Regions from separate parts of the Mus musculus genome. Here regions 2 and 3 are each linked to region 1. A link is a contact called in public ChIA-PET and HiChIP or PLAC-seq data. All regions are on one chromosome and are shown on one strand. The core of a region is the stretch at or near the end of the contact, and the rest is flanking DNA. Distances in the headings are between cores, read along the strand shown.

Region 1 (2,540 bases), core at 16-2,515:
CTCTGCTCACTCCAGCCCAGAGATTTATTATTATAGATAAGTACACTGTTGCTGTCTTCAGACACACCAGAAGAGGGCATCAGATCTCATTACGGGGTGGTTGTGAGCCACTATGTGGTTACTGGGATTAGAACTCAGGACCTTCAGAAGAGCAGTCAGTGCTCTTACCCGCTTAGCCATCTTGCCAGCCCACTTTTGAATTTTCTTGCATATTGTAAACATTATTTATGTAAATTCATATTTTGCCTGTGTGTCTATGCATCATATGCATGCAGTGCCCACAGAGGTTGAAAGAAGGCATCATCCCCTGGACTGAAGTTACAGTTTCAAGGAGTCACAGTGGTGCTGGGAAGCAAACCCAGGTTCTCTGGAAGAGCAGTGTGTGTGTGTGTGTGTGTGTGTGTGTGTGCACCATATCTGTGCGGGAGACCATGGCTTAAATGATAAGCTATGTCTCTAGCCCCAACATCCAATTTTTGAATGAATAAGTGAGAAAATGTCTTCATTGGTACAGTGTAGTATACAACCTGGAAAGGGCTTTACAATAAGGATGCAGTGTCCTAATTTAGGAATATGACGTGCCCTGGTAATTCTACTGACTCAGCCTCAACTTACTGGATGACACTGCTTATCTCTTCTTAAAGGCTTGAGGCCATGTGGCCTATGGCTAAGTGAGCAGACCTTCTAAGGCACTCAGACTCGTTAACCCCCTCAGGTTTGAAAACAGTTGTTCACACGGTAACCGTGAGGACGAAGCTATTGCATGGTGTTCCATATTACCCTCTACTCGAGTTTTGGATTCTAATTACACATTCTCAAGCTGAGGTAAAAAGAACAAGGAATCAGGATGTCTCCCTGGTAAGGAACTGCCTAGCCCTGGGCAATTAGTTTTTCGAAATCTCTTTCTGCTGGTTTTCATTTGTCATCCCCGCTCCTCTACCTGCCTGATTGTCAAGCCTACAGCACTATTATCTCTCTGAGGTGATAATGGCAGTGGGCGTGTGAGGACTTTTGGCCACGCGGGGGCAGCATTCTCCCTCCCAGGTTCACTCGACCCCTTCTGCAAAGACCCAGGGCAACCCAAGCAGAACAAAACCCCAGCGTGGGCTCGCCCTTTCATTTTAACTCGCTGTGCGCTAGATTGCAATGGAAGAAGCAGTTTCTTAGAATTCCAAGGGTCTCAAAGGAGTAGCCGACGTTCTCGCGATGTCGCCACCGGAAGTGGGTGGCGGCAGGCCCTCGGAGTTCTCGCGAGATGCCGGCGGGAAGTGGGTGGCGGCCGGGCCGAAGCTGATCACATCACTGGTCTGCTCTCGCTAGCTCGGAGCGGCTGTGGCCATTGCCTCGGGCGCTGTTTTCTGAGACCTCGCCTCGCCGCGGTCTTTCCTGCCCCCAGCTCGCGTGCACGGCCTCCGCTGCCGGTCGGTGCTCGGTGTCCCGCCGTCCCCATCCTTGGTCGGTCCGCCGTTAGGCCGTGCCTCAGGCCCAGTCCGTGGCGACGCCGGCAGGTGATGCCCAATACAGCCATGAAGAAAAAGGTGCTGTTGATGGGAAAGAGCGGGTCGGGGAAGACCAGCATGAGGTCGATCATCTTTGCAAATTATATTGCGCGCGACACTAGGCGCCTGGGTGCCACCATCGACGTGGAGCACTCCCACGTCCGATTCTTGGGGAACCTGGTGCTGAACCTGTGGGACTGTGGCGGCCAGGACACCTTTATGGAAAATTACTTCACCAGCCAGCGGGACAACATCTTCCGTAATGTGGAGGTTCTGATATACGTGTTTGACGTAGAGAGCCGCGAACTGGAAAAAGATATGCATTATTACCAATCGTGTCTGGAAGCCATCCTCCAGAATTCACCTGACGCCAAAATCTTCTGCCTGGTGCACAAAATGGATCTGGTTCAGGAAGATCAACGTGACCTGATTTTTAAAGAGCGAGAGGAAGACCTGAGGCGTTTGTCTCGCCCGCTGGAGTGCGCTTGTTTTCGAACGTCCATCTGGGATGAGACGCTCTACAAAGCCTGGTCCAGCATCGTCTATCAGCTGATCCCCAACGTTCAGCAGCTGGAGATGAACCTAAGGAATTTTGCCCAGATTATTGAGGCTGATGAAGTTCTGCTGTTCGAGAGAGCTACGTTCTTGGTGATTTCCCACTACCAGTGCAAAGAGCAGCGAGATGTGCACCGCTTTGAGAAGATCAGCAACATCATCAAGCAGTTTAAGCTGAGCTGCAGTAAATTGGCCGCTTCTTTCCAGAGCATGGAAGTGAGGAATTCTAACTTCGCTGCCTTCATCGACATCTTTACATCAAACACGTACGTGATGGTGGTCATGTCAGATCCATCCATCCCTTCTGCAGCTACTCTGATCAACATTCGTAATGCCAGGAAACACTTTGAGAAGCTAGAAAGAGTAGATGGGCCCAAGCACAGCCTCCTCATGCGTTGAAATAATGCCAAATGCTCTTTAGTAAAATGCTGAATTACGGTGTTTTTTTTTTTTTTGCATCATTTGTCTTTAATATTCATAATGTCA
Region 2 (2,540 bases), core at 22-2,521, 250 kb after region 1:
TTCTTCCCTTCCTCTGAAACTGAATTTGTGGAATGGGGCCTTGGGAGTGTGTTTTTTTTGTTTGTTTTTTTTTCACCTTGTTCTCTGGGTAAATCAGTGATTGAAATGTTATTTTTAAGGACCTCTGGGGAATACAACTGCAATTTCAAGACAGAGAGAATTATTACCCCTATTTTTAAAAACTTTTATCTACTTTTTTTTCTGATTCTTTAAGACAAAGTCTCATCCCATAGCACAGACTTGCTGCCCACCCCCCTCCCCCACCCCCCATTCTCCTTTTCCCTCCTTCCAAGTACTGGTAGTACAGATACACACCTGCAGTCGTCTTAAGTTGTTGTTAGGAAAAGTTGAGAAAATCATTTAATAAACATTTATATATCCTCTACCTACATTCAGTTAACTTTTATTAATTCTATCAGTTTATATCTACATGCACGCACATTTGAGAACACTCTCCTACATTATATGTTCTATTTCTTACTTACTTGTCTTTAGGTGAAGTTCCATTTTCAAGAAATATCAAAGGGCAGGACTTTGAAAAGTCAGACCATGGTTCTTCTCAGAATACCAGTATGTCTAGCATCTATCAAAATTGTGCGATGGAGGTAAAGATTCTATAGTTCTTGTACCTGTGGTAAAGTGGCTGTAAACATATTCTTTTTTTTTTTTAAAGACTTATTTATTATATGTAAGTACACTGTAGCTGTCTTCAGACACTCCAGAAGAGGGAGTCAGATCTCCTTATGGATGGTTGTGAGCTACCATGTGGTTGCTGGGATTTGAACTCAGGACCGTTGGAAGAGCAGTCGGGTGCTCTTACCCTCTGAGCCATCTCACCAGCCCTGTAAACATATTCTTATCTCATAATAGCACTTAATAGGATTCAAGGGGATCTATATGGATAGTCAGAGGAGTGCTTAATATCTTTGAGGCAATAGACTCATAAAAGAGCTGTCAACCCTAGTTGAAACCAATAAAATAACTAAAAGTTGAAATTTTTCCCCAGTAGACTAGACCACTGAGACCCACTTCTGCCATAGAGACTGTCTTCCTGCTTTCCCTTTAGGTTTTGATGTCGAGTTGCTCACAGTGCAGAGCTTGTGGCGCTCTGGTTTATGATGAGGAAATCATGGCTGGATGGACAGCAGATGACTCAAATTTGAATACAACCTGCCCGTTCTGTAAAAGCAACTTCTTGCCTCTTCTCAATGTAGAATTTAAAGACCTGCGAGGCTCTGCCAGGTTAGTATTGTGCAAGCTCCCTTGGGAGGTGAGTGCCCTGAAGACATGGAGAGGGTGGCCTCTCCTTTGTCTCTAGACTGCTTTTCTGTTCTGCTTAATGTGTGAATACCAGGAGTAGATTCTTGCAATTAAACTCTATTTATACCTGATTCAAAACTAATGTTTTAGTGTTATTTCAGCACTCCCTGGGCTAGGGAGATGGCTTGGTTTTTAAAGTGCTTCCTGAGCCTGCGTTTGGATCCTGAGCACCACCTGAAATGCCAGCACTGGGGAGATGGAAACCGCTGGGTCTCTGAAGCTCACTGGCCAGCTAGCCTAGCTACATCAGTGAGCTCCAGGTTCAGTGACAGACACTGTGTTAGAAAACAAACAACAACAACAGCAACAAAATACAGTGAAGCCAGTGCCACAGACCCTCTGGGCCCCTTTGTCTTCATGGAACAGGTCTCTAGTCACGGGTGGGCAAAGCGTTGGATGAATTGACAGACAGATGCACACAGGAGAGGTTGTGTTGGATCTGAATGTATTTTGTCAAATCGAGCATCAGACTTTTTATGCAGAAGACAATAAGGAAGTTGGGTGACACACCAGCAAGGTACAAAGAGGTTACTGGATTCTTACATAAAACAGAGGAATGCAAACACAGAAGGTCTAACGGGAACCACCTGGGATAGAATTCATTGTTAACAACTGAGATCAAAAAGGGCTCCACCTAAGATTCGCTTAATCTTAGAAGCCAGGGTCAAGGGCTTCGTGCCCTTGCCATAGTTCCTATTTTTGTCTACTGTATAGTTCACCTTCCCCTTAGGCCATTGTAAATATGTGTGTATGGGTGAAACTCAGCTATAGTCTTAGAAGCCAGGTGTGAGGTCTTTACTCTCCTAGGGCAAGGGCTTTCACACCCAAGTCATGGTTCTAACTAGGGAGTTCCGTTCTAGCTAACCATCTCATGAACAATGCAATACTCTAAAACCACAGCCCGATCTACTTCCTAAACCATTGTAAATTCCTGTATATGGGAGGACTTGGCTTTTATTCTAAGTGATAGTGTAGTACCAGAGGCTATTCTGAATGTCACTGAATAGGCAACACTCTTATTGAATTCCAAGCCCATGGTCTTGCTCAAGGACATTCTAGGACTGTTGGAACACTGGCTTTAGCTATGTCAGAATTCAATCTTAAAAATACTAAAAGAGAGCACGTGGATCCATACACTAGACTAACGCGGGAATGGAATATTAATGTATGAGTTAGAGAGAACACCAGACTCCAGGGTCGAGTTTCTGTAAATCTCTTTT
Region 3 (2,540 bases), core at 16-2,515, 140 kb after region 1:
CAGAGGCCCTGGGTTAGATTCCAAGCACCCACGTGGTGACTCACAGCCATCTGTAACTCCAGTTCCAGGGAATCCAATATTCTCATCAGGTCAACTTGGACACAAAATGTAATGCATATATTCACATGCAGGCAAAATACCCACATATATAAAATCAATAATAACAAAGAGCAAGCTGGGAAGAGGATCGGTCAGAAAAGCAAACATGGGGACCCAAGTTTGAATCCACAGAAGCCATATTAAAATTTTAGTGTGATTGGACGCACTTCGAACCTGCTTCCTGGGGACTGAGAGGCAAGAGGAACCTAAGGGCTCGCTGGTCAGCCAGTCTAGCTGAATGACTAGTCTAGCCAGCGAGCCTGTCTGAAAGAATAAGGTGGTGAAAGATTGAGAAAGATACCGACTTTGAATCTAGCCTCTATATGCTCAGGCATGGGCACCCCAAACCCCGACATACACACGTACATAAATACATACACAAAATGTACATACACATGCATAATACACAAAGTCAAATAAAAAAGTAAAGTATTCAATAAATAAGTTGGGTAAAACAATCTGAGTAGAAGCAATGGTGAAATCTCTCCTCCATGTCTTCTTTATCAGTAAGGTGGAACTCAGCAAACATGAAGCTACAGTTACCTAGGAAAGTATTGGGTAATAAATATGATAATCACAGATAGGGTACTCACCAGCAAGCCAAAGAGACTCACTCCTTATACTCAAAGGCAGTTTGTGGATTAAATCAGTGCTAGAGATCTTTTCTCTAAAGTCCTGGGTTCTGTTTGGTCCCCGGCACTAAGGAGAAAATACAAATTAAGAAGCAAAAATAGAGAATTTGTTTCCCCATAAGCAGAGCACAGGAATAGCCACAGCTATTACCAAATATGAATTATTTGGTCCAGTTCCATGAGCCCAGAAAGATTATCCTATCTCTTCCTTAGTGTCAGGAGACCTAGAGTTATGTCCTGGCTCTCTGCCTACAGGCATAAGTTGGTTTTATCCTGAAAACATTAAAAGCCTTGGCTTTGTTTTGAAACCATAGCAACAGAAACTGTGAACTTTGCAAAACCTCAGACTCCTGAGCTGAAAGAACCTTGAAGATAATTTTGTAACTAGTTTTGTTATTTATTTGGCACAAGTCTTTTTTTTTTTTCTTTTTTTGGTTAAAGATTTATTTATCCTTATTTGTGTGTATGTGTGCATGCATGCATGAGTTTATGTGCAACACTATGCAAATGTCGGTGGCGGCCAGAGAGCCTTAGATCCCCTGAAAATGCAGTGGCAGACAGCGGTGAGCCACCTAATATGGCTATTAGACCTAACCTGGAACTTCTGGAAGAGCAAAGAGTGCTCTTGACCACTGAGCTACCTCTCCAGCCCTGTTTGGCAGAGCTATAACAGAAACACAAAATATAAGAAAAATGAAAGCCAGGGACTAGAGAGAAGGCTAGAGTGTTGAGGGTACTTACTGCTCTTTCAGAAGACTTGGGCTGCATTCCTAGTATTCACATCAGGCATCTCACAACCAGGGCTTCTGATCCAGGGCATCTGATGCCCTTTGGCCCCATGTGGTGTGCAAAAACACATGCCAGCACACACATGCATCAAATAAACAAACAAACAAACAAACAAACAAATAAATTTTGTTTGAGACAGGATTTCTCTGTGTAGCCCTGGCTGTCCTGGAATTTACTCTGTGGACTAATATGGCCTCAAACTCAGAGACCCACCTGTCTTTGCCACCCAGCTGCTGGGATTAAAGGCATGTATCATCAGGCAAAATGAATAAATTAAGAAAGAAAGAAAGAAAGAAAGAAAGAAAGAAAGAAAGAAAGACAGAGAGAGAGAGAGAGAGAAAGAAAGAAAGAAAGAAAGAAAGAAAGAAAGAAAGAAAGAAAGAAAGAAGGAAAGAAAGGATGAGAGCTATGTAAATTCCCATAAAGAAGGGCAGGTATTTGGCTTGTATAGTGTTCTCTTCCCTTTGCTGGAGTTCTCTGAGGAATGCTAAGGCTCCCTGGTATTTCACTTACTTGTTCTGTCCTTCTCAGTTCACAGAGTAGCCAAACTGAGACTTGGTGGAGCTGAGTCAGAGATCTGTAATCCAAGCTACTCAAGCAGAAGGATCTTGAGTTCCAATCTAGACTAGGTAAAGCTCCACCTTGTTGAGAAGTAGGCCTGGGGAGGGAGGAAAGAGGAGGGGGGAGGGGGAACGGGGAGGGAGAGGGGGAGGGGGAGGGGGAGGGAGAGGGAGAGGGGCCACCTAGTTGGACCTGTAGTTTTGTGATAGAGTGTTTGTTTGCGCAGCATGCATAGGGGCTTGTATTTGATTGAATGCATCACAACAGAGACCCTCAGGCTCAGCAGTTAAGAATACAGATTGTAGGCGGGGCATGGTGGCACATGCCTTTAATCCCAGGCAGAGGCAGGTGGATTTCTGAGTTCGAGGCCAGCCTGGTCTACAAAGTGAGTTCTAGGACAGCCAGGGCTATACAGAGAAACCCTGTCTCGAAAAACCAAAAAAAAAAAAAATACAGGTT

The links. ChIA-PET counts read pairs in DNA pulled down with a chosen protein or histone mark. HiChIP or PLAC-seq counts read pairs in DNA pulled down with a chosen protein or histone mark.
Region 2: an H3K27ac HiChIP or PLAC-seq map of trophoblast stem cells shows a contact between it and region 1, with 2.4 times the contacts expected there. The contact joins the enhancer-like site here to the promoter of Rraga in region 1. A contact is called at or near these places in 8 of 39 promoter capture datasets (the 3T3-L1 cell line, the C10 cell line, the HPC-7 cell line and 5 more), 1 of 15 datasets of contacts at CTCF or cohesin (the NIH/3T3 cell line), 18 of 484 Hi-C or Micro-C datasets (the C10 cell line, the G1E-ER4 cell line, the HPC-5 cell line and 13 more), 16 of 115 datasets of contacts at active chromatin or transcription factors (the 230-238 cell line, the SCID.adh cell line, a beta-TC-6 cell line and 9 more) and 2 of 9 other capture datasets (adipose tissue and liver).
Region 3: a contact with region 1 is called in an RNA polymerase II ChIA-PET map of memory CD8 T cells, with 233 read pairs. The contact joins the enhancer-like site here to the promoter of Rraga in region 1. A contact is called at or near these places in 10 of 39 promoter capture datasets (3T3-L1-derived adipocytes, the C10 cell line, the HPC-7 cell line and 5 more), 1 of 15 datasets of contacts at CTCF or cohesin (the NIH/3T3 cell line), 23 of 484 Hi-C or Micro-C datasets (the 63-12 cell line, CD4 T cells, CD8 T cells and 14 more), 33 of 115 datasets of contacts at active chromatin or transcription factors (CD8 T cells, the NIH/3T3 cell line, the SCID.adh cell line and 22 more) and 4 of 9 other capture datasets (adipose tissue, bone marrow-derived macrophages, liver and 1 more).

What each region holds. Positions count from the first base shown.
Region 1 is chr4:86,574,408-86,576,947 of GRCm38.p6, forward strand. Rraga (Ras-related GTP binding A) reads left to right here and starts at 1,266. Exons shown (of 1, transcript NM_178376.3): 1 at 1,266-2,540. The coding sequence starts at 1,512. The coding sequence ends at 2,453.
Region 2 is chr4:86,828,425-86,830,964 of GRCm38.p6, forward strand. It overlaps Dennd4c (DENN/MADD domain containing 4C), which reads left to right. Exons shown (of 32, transcript NM_184088.1): 24 at 496-605; 25 at 1,067-1,242. Among named protein-coding and RNA genes, the nearest start is that of Rps6, 28 kb to the right of the region's middle. Within about 2 kb of position 1,272, at least 3 of the 459 cell types and tissues checked have an H3K27ac peak or open chromatin away from gene starts, as enhancers often do. A contact at or near this core is called in trophoblast stem cells, where this site is marked.
Region 3 is chr4:86,716,411-86,718,950 of GRCm38.p6, forward strand. The region is part of intron 2 of Gm42312 (a long non-coding RNA gene); the gene reads left to right. Among named protein-coding and RNA genes, the nearest start is that of Gm42312, 6.6 kb to the left of the region's middle. Within about 2 kb of position 1,266, at least 37 of the 459 cell types and tissues checked have an H3K27ac peak or open chromatin away from gene starts, as enhancers often do. A contact at or near this core is called in Sertoli cells, adipose tissue, beige adipocytes and 3 more, where this site is marked.